2 separate regions of the Mus musculus genome follow, and region 1 is linked to region 2. The links are chromatin contacts, called in public Hi-C maps. All regions are on one chromosome and are shown on one strand. Each heading gives the region's core, a stretch centred on a gene start, on an enhancer-like site or on the middle of the called end of the contact. The rest is flanking DNA. Distances are from core to core; before and after follow the strand shown. Region 1 overlaps Ntrk3 (neurotrophic tyrosine kinase, receptor, type 3). Region 2 overlaps Ntrk3 (neurotrophic tyrosine kinase, receptor, type 3).

Region 1 (2,861 bases), core at 307-2,806, 170 kb before region 2:
CCAAAAGTCCCCAACCTGAAGGGGGTGGGGGAGCTATAGATACAGCTTTATGGGAAACCAAATACTCCATTTTGGCACAATGTTGGCTTGCTGAACTCTCTTTTTGCATGTATCTATGTGTGTGGTGTGCACCCTCGTTTGCATATATATTAGAGTGCATGTAAAGGCCCAAAGCTGACGTTGAGAGCCTTCCTTGATTGCTTTATACTTAATTACAGGGTCTCCCAATTGTATCCAGAGCTTGCCTATATAGCTAGTCCAGCTAATCAACTTGTCCCGGGAACCCCTGTCTCCACCTCTGAGTGCTGGAATTAAAAGCTGGCTGCCATACCTATCCAGCATTTATGAGGGTCATAGGGACCCAAACTGTATTCCTTGCAGAACAAGTGCTTTAATGGCTGAGCCATCTCCCTAGCCTTCTTGTTGAATTGTGTGTAGTAATGATACAACAATGGCTGAAGCTGAATTAAGACATGTCCAGACTTGAGCTAAGAACTCTTTTGGGGAGCCTTGGACAAAGAACACTAGCATTTTGGATTCTAATCATCTTAGATATGCAATTGGAAAGTAATTATTTTCTTCCTGTTGATGCAACATCTGCACACAGTCTTTGGAGGAGGCTGACTGCCTTTCCTCTAGGTTGAAAGCATTTTTCCACTCTCTGGACCCCACGCTTCTGGCCATCCCTTTGCCCTTGAATTTTCTGTTGCTTCTAATCACTACAACTTGGTGTTACAATTTTCTAGCTCTAAAGTTTCCTAGGAAAATGTTGAGATTTTCTTTCTTGTACAAGGCCAGTTCCCTGTGGGTCTGACTGGATGTTAAGACTAGAACTGAAAGGTTCAGACATATTTCAGTGGTAGAGTACTCATCTAGCATGCACAAGGCAATGGGCTACTTCTCATCTCCAACATAACACACACACACATACACTGTACACACATACACTGCACATACATAGAACACACATTGCACACACACAAACTGCACACACACTGCACACACATACACACACTGCACACATACTGCACACACATACACACACACACTGCACACACATGCACTGCATACACATACACTGCACACACATACACTGCACATACACAGAACACACATTGCACACACAAACTGCACACACATACACTGCACACATATACATTGCACATACACAGAACACACATTGCATACACACACTGCACACATTGCACACACACACAGTGTATCTGGGAAAGGTACAGTGATTGACCCACTATAATTGCCCCATCCTCATAAGCAGATGCTGGGACCTGAGCCAGCCTAGGACAGCGGGATAAACTCAGACTTGGAAACCAGATAGATAAGGCTGTATTTACTGTTTATTAACTGGGTGACCTTGGGCAAATTATAAAACCTTGAGCTTCAATTTCCTCAGCTGCATCACAGTGGATAAGAGGATCAACCCCCAGGGCTGGTTTCGATGACTGAGTGAGATAAGGGAAGCGAGTCTTCAGAATACTGGGTCTGCTTTTCCTCTCCTTAAGCATGTTCGCAGGCTGGCTGATCATAGGCATCATTTTCAATCACTAAGATCTCTCCAGGCTCTGAATGCTCTGAAGCATGAACACCGCCTTTGGTTCCTGTAAGGGCTAGGAGGGAATTGGAGCCAGAGAATAAAGCTTGCCTTTTGGGAAATGCTTCTGGGAGAGGAGCCGAGTAGTGAGGAGGGCATGCCTTGTTGGGCAGCCTGCAGAGCCTCCTGTGCCCTAGAGGTCACTCTGGGCAAAATCTATCCAGGAGGAAGCAGAGGGGAGGGCCCATTGGATCTGGGCAGGAATCGAAGGCAGTGACTTGTCCCCAGGAACTCTCTCGGTCACAGCCTCTCTTCACTTGGCTTCTGTCCCACATCTGCCAATAAAAATTAAGAAATTGATTTTCTTTTGTTTGCCTCTGAGGACCAGGCTCTTTTTATGAGACAGTAAATGGAATCCCTATCTAAGCATGGCTGGATTTTTAATTGTGTTTGTTGTGGTTTCCCTTCTTCCCCGTTTATGAGTTCCTGCTCCCAGATTTGTTGATGCGGAACTCTTGCACACCGGGGACATGTCAGTTTTTGAATTTTATCAGTGGGAAAAGGTTGAGGTTTTAAAAACTCACTTTCTTAATCCAAAGGTTGGCATGTTTTGCTTCATGCTGACACATGGAAAAAGCACGAGGCTCTTCCAGGTTTCTTTTACGTCTCGTGTGTGTCCTATCTTGGTGGTCACGGTCTCATTCCATGTACGGATGGAAATGGAAGTGTACCTTTGGGGCTAAGGGTGGAGAGGAGGCACTTAGAAATGAATTGCCCCGCTGAGACCAGCACACATTTATCCTTTGAATGAAGGATTACTTTTGTAGAGGTATGTGTAGGCTTGTTATGTGTGTTTGTCTGTGTGTGTCTGTGTATGTCTGTGTGTGCATTTGTGTTTATGTGAGTGTGTGTGTGTGTGTATCTGTGAGTGTGCAAGCGTAGCCTAGGAATTGACCTTAGGTGTCTTTGCGTATCATTCGCCACCTCTCCATTTTGAGACAGAACCACTCACTGAACCTGGAGTTCACTGATTGGCTACACCAGATGTCCAGAACGCCCCCAGGACCCTCCTACTTTCATCTGTCAGTGCTGCCATCAGACAGGCACACAGGGGGCTTTTTATGTATGTGTTGGAAAGCCAAACCTAGGCCTCATGCATGCACAACAAGCATTTTATTTAACATCTCCCCAGCCCTTGTAGAAGTTTCTTCAAGATGGGGTAAAGCATGAAAATGGTCTAAATGAAAAGACCCAAAGAACATGTTAGTTATGGAGAGTCCATAGTGCCTCCACCAAGCTTGACAGCTTAAAA
Region 2 (2,711 bases), core at 155-2,654:
TTCTGCCTGGGCTGAAGCTGTTCTATGAGAAAAGCTCACATCTTGGGCTAGGCAGAAGTCCCAGGACCAAGGATGGGCTTTGAATAAACTTCTGGATATAACGTCTTTCATTCTTGCTCTTTCAGGTCATTGAATGCATCACCCAAGGCCGTGTCTTGGAGAGACCCAGAGTCTGCCCTAAAGAAGTGTATGATGTCATGCTGGGGTGCTGGCAGAGGGAACCACAGCAGCGGCTGAATATTAAGGAGATCTACAAAATCCTCCATGCTTTGGGGAAGGCCACCCCGATCTACCTGGACATTCTTGGCTAGTGGTGACTGGTGGCCAAGCATTTATACTCTGTTGCCTCCTCTCTCCCTGCTTCCTTTCCTCTTTTTCCTCATCTCAACTCCTTTCTTCCATTTTTGACGGAAACGAACATCTTCATATAAACTCAAGTGCCTGCTACACATACAACACTGAATTTAAACAAAACAAAACAAAAGAAAACAAAAAAAACCAAACAAACAAAAAGAAAAAACAAAAGAAAGAAACCCTGTAAGGCAGTTTGACATATATATTTATATATATATATAACTATCTATCTATCTATATCTACAGAGAATTACCTTCTCTAATACACAGAGAAGCTGCTGATACAGAAAACAGTAAGACATTAATAACTGAGAAAAAATTAAGTATTATTATTAACACAAATGAAATTCCCTTGACTTAAGCTGTGGCCCGTGCTTTTTTCAGGTCTGGCTTTTCGGAGATCTTAGTCTTGACCCAGCAGAGAGAGAGGCTGGGAAGAGGCGGGGTGGCGCACGATCTTCAGTGCGCAAGCGTGACCCATTGAAGGTGTCTGGCAATGAAACAATTCTGAAGTCCAAGCCCTTCGGAATCATCTCTGGTTTGCCTTTACCTTTGCCTCTACTCTTCCCCCTTTCCGCCTCTTTGGGACAATTTTCTAATTTGTCCATTCTATAAAGTATATAGTCCTGATGCTTTTTGGAAATCAATGATGACACCTACGGGTAAATACTGAACAAATACCAACACCAGACCACACAAAGCCATCCATGGTCGAGTAACCACCGAACAAGAAAGGGCAGAGGACTCCGGGGAGAGCAAACCCCACCTTTCCAGATGTAAATCTCGCTCACGATCCTTACTAGGTTTGAAGAGTTTCATCCTCTGAACTTGAAGAACTGGACTTGGTGGATTAAAGAACCTAGAAAGTAAGTACAGCCGAAGTCTAATCCTACCAAGGCACTGCCGCTCATCTTCCCATCTCTGGGAGGACTCTTGGCCTGTCCTTTCGTTTTCAGGCCCTTGGGGAGCTTGGAGGTTTAGTATCCACCTTCTCTGCTGCCATCCGCTAATGTGGACACAGCAGGCTTCAGGGCTCTGATAGCAAGAGACTTAGTTCCTCCCAGGTCCTAATTAGGCATCTCCCTTGGGTTGTATTTCTTATCTTGCTTCGCCCCTATACTGAGGTTCTATCAAATCCTGGGTAAACCGCACTGACAGGGAAGAAATCCAGGTGAGAACCCAAGGCACGTGCATTTCAAGGAGCCAGGCACTGGCACTGGCAAAAGCCAGCAGAGAAGAATCTACTTGGCACCTGTGCTGAGCCCTTGCCATTCTCCTCACGTTTTCAGCCCTTGGAAGGATTGATGCATCTGCCTTTGAGCTGTTGTGAAAAGGCAGAGACTGAGAAATCGCTTTGTGGGCTGGGTGTCGGGGGAGGGGCTGCGGCTTCTCTGGAAGATGTCCAACGAGTGGCCTGTGCCGCAGGCTTGGCATCTTAATGAGGACCAAGCTCTGACCCGGAATGAGAGAGAATGAAGCGTCTCGACTGGGACCAGTCCCCTGGGTCCCAGCGCCAGGGGAATCACTGCCTTCCCCACTGTGCACTGGAGGACTGCAAAAGTGAAGCTCTCACACACAACAATGAACCGCTCCAGGGAGCCAAGAGCTTGGCTGCACAGACAGGTCTTGCTGGGGAAAGAGGGTTGTGCTCTCCCTAGGGTACCTGTCTCTCCACCTCATCCCAAGCACAGAGCTACCTAACAGACTGACTGTTTTCTATCAGAAGCTCCCAGGAGCTGCTGACTAACCCCTCTCCTTGCCAGCTGCAGGAAGTCTACAGCCTGGACACCCTGACCAGTGAAGGCAGCTGAAGTTTGAGCAACTCTGTGGCCTGTTTAGAACTGGATTATGTGGTTGTGGATTTACTTTATTTTTTTAAAGACCAACACATGTTTTTATTCAATAGAAAAGAGCTGTGCTCCGATTGTAGCCATGGTTGGGATTCAGGGATCAGCAGGCTGCTCAGCTGGACTGGGGAGGGTGCTGGGCTAACTGGGATTTCAGAGTGGAACTTCTTACTGTACTAGATATCTGGCCCCTGAGTAGGGGAAAGCTCTTTGGATTGGTCCCTTCTTCAAAAGCACCCTTTGCTATCCTATGGTAATTACTCCTCTTATTACTTCTTGAATTGGTCCACCACCTGAGGCTTTCAGCCTCTACTAGAGAGGTGTCTGCTGGGTGGAAGTTTCCATTCAGGTTTTAATCTGAAAAGCTGGATAACTAGAGGGGAAGCATTCAGGCAGGGGCCTAGAGGGGCCTGTGGGGAATCTGTTGTCCAGTTAAAAGTGATGTTCCAAGATCTAACCTTTCCCAAAACAGTCTCTTAAGGCTTTCTGGTTTCGAAAGAAGTGGATAAC

The links. Hi-C and Micro-C count contacts between places; a contact is called where the count stands out from the background.
Region 1: a contact with region 2 is called in a Hi-C map of the N1E-115 cell line, with 1.6 times the contacts expected there. The contact joins two enhancer-like sites. A contact is called at or near these places in 1 of 484 Hi-C or Micro-C datasets (the N1E-115 cell line) and 1 of 9 other capture datasets (liver).

What each region holds. Positions count from the first base shown.
Region 1 is chr7:78,360,331-78,363,191 of GRCm38.p6, reverse strand. The region is part of intron 11 of Ntrk3 (neurotrophic tyrosine kinase, receptor, type 3); the gene reads left to right. Among named protein-coding and RNA genes, the nearest start is that of Gm39038, 210 kb to the left of the region's middle. Within about 2 kb of position 1,556, at least 14 of the 459 cell types and tissues checked have an H3K27ac peak or open chromatin away from gene starts, as enhancers often do. A contact at or near this core is called in the N1E-115 cell line, where this site is marked.
Region 2 is chr7:78,190,159-78,192,869 of GRCm38.p6, reverse strand. It overlaps Ntrk3 (neurotrophic tyrosine kinase, receptor, type 3), which reads left to right. Exons shown (of 17, transcript NM_008746.5): 17 at 126-756. The coding sequence ends at 311. Among named protein-coding and RNA genes, the nearest start is that of Gm39038, 380 kb to the left of the region's middle. Within about 2 kb of position 1,404, at least 51 of the 459 cell types and tissues checked have an H3K27ac peak or open chromatin away from gene starts, as enhancers often do. A contact at or near this core is called in the N1E-115 cell line, where this site is marked.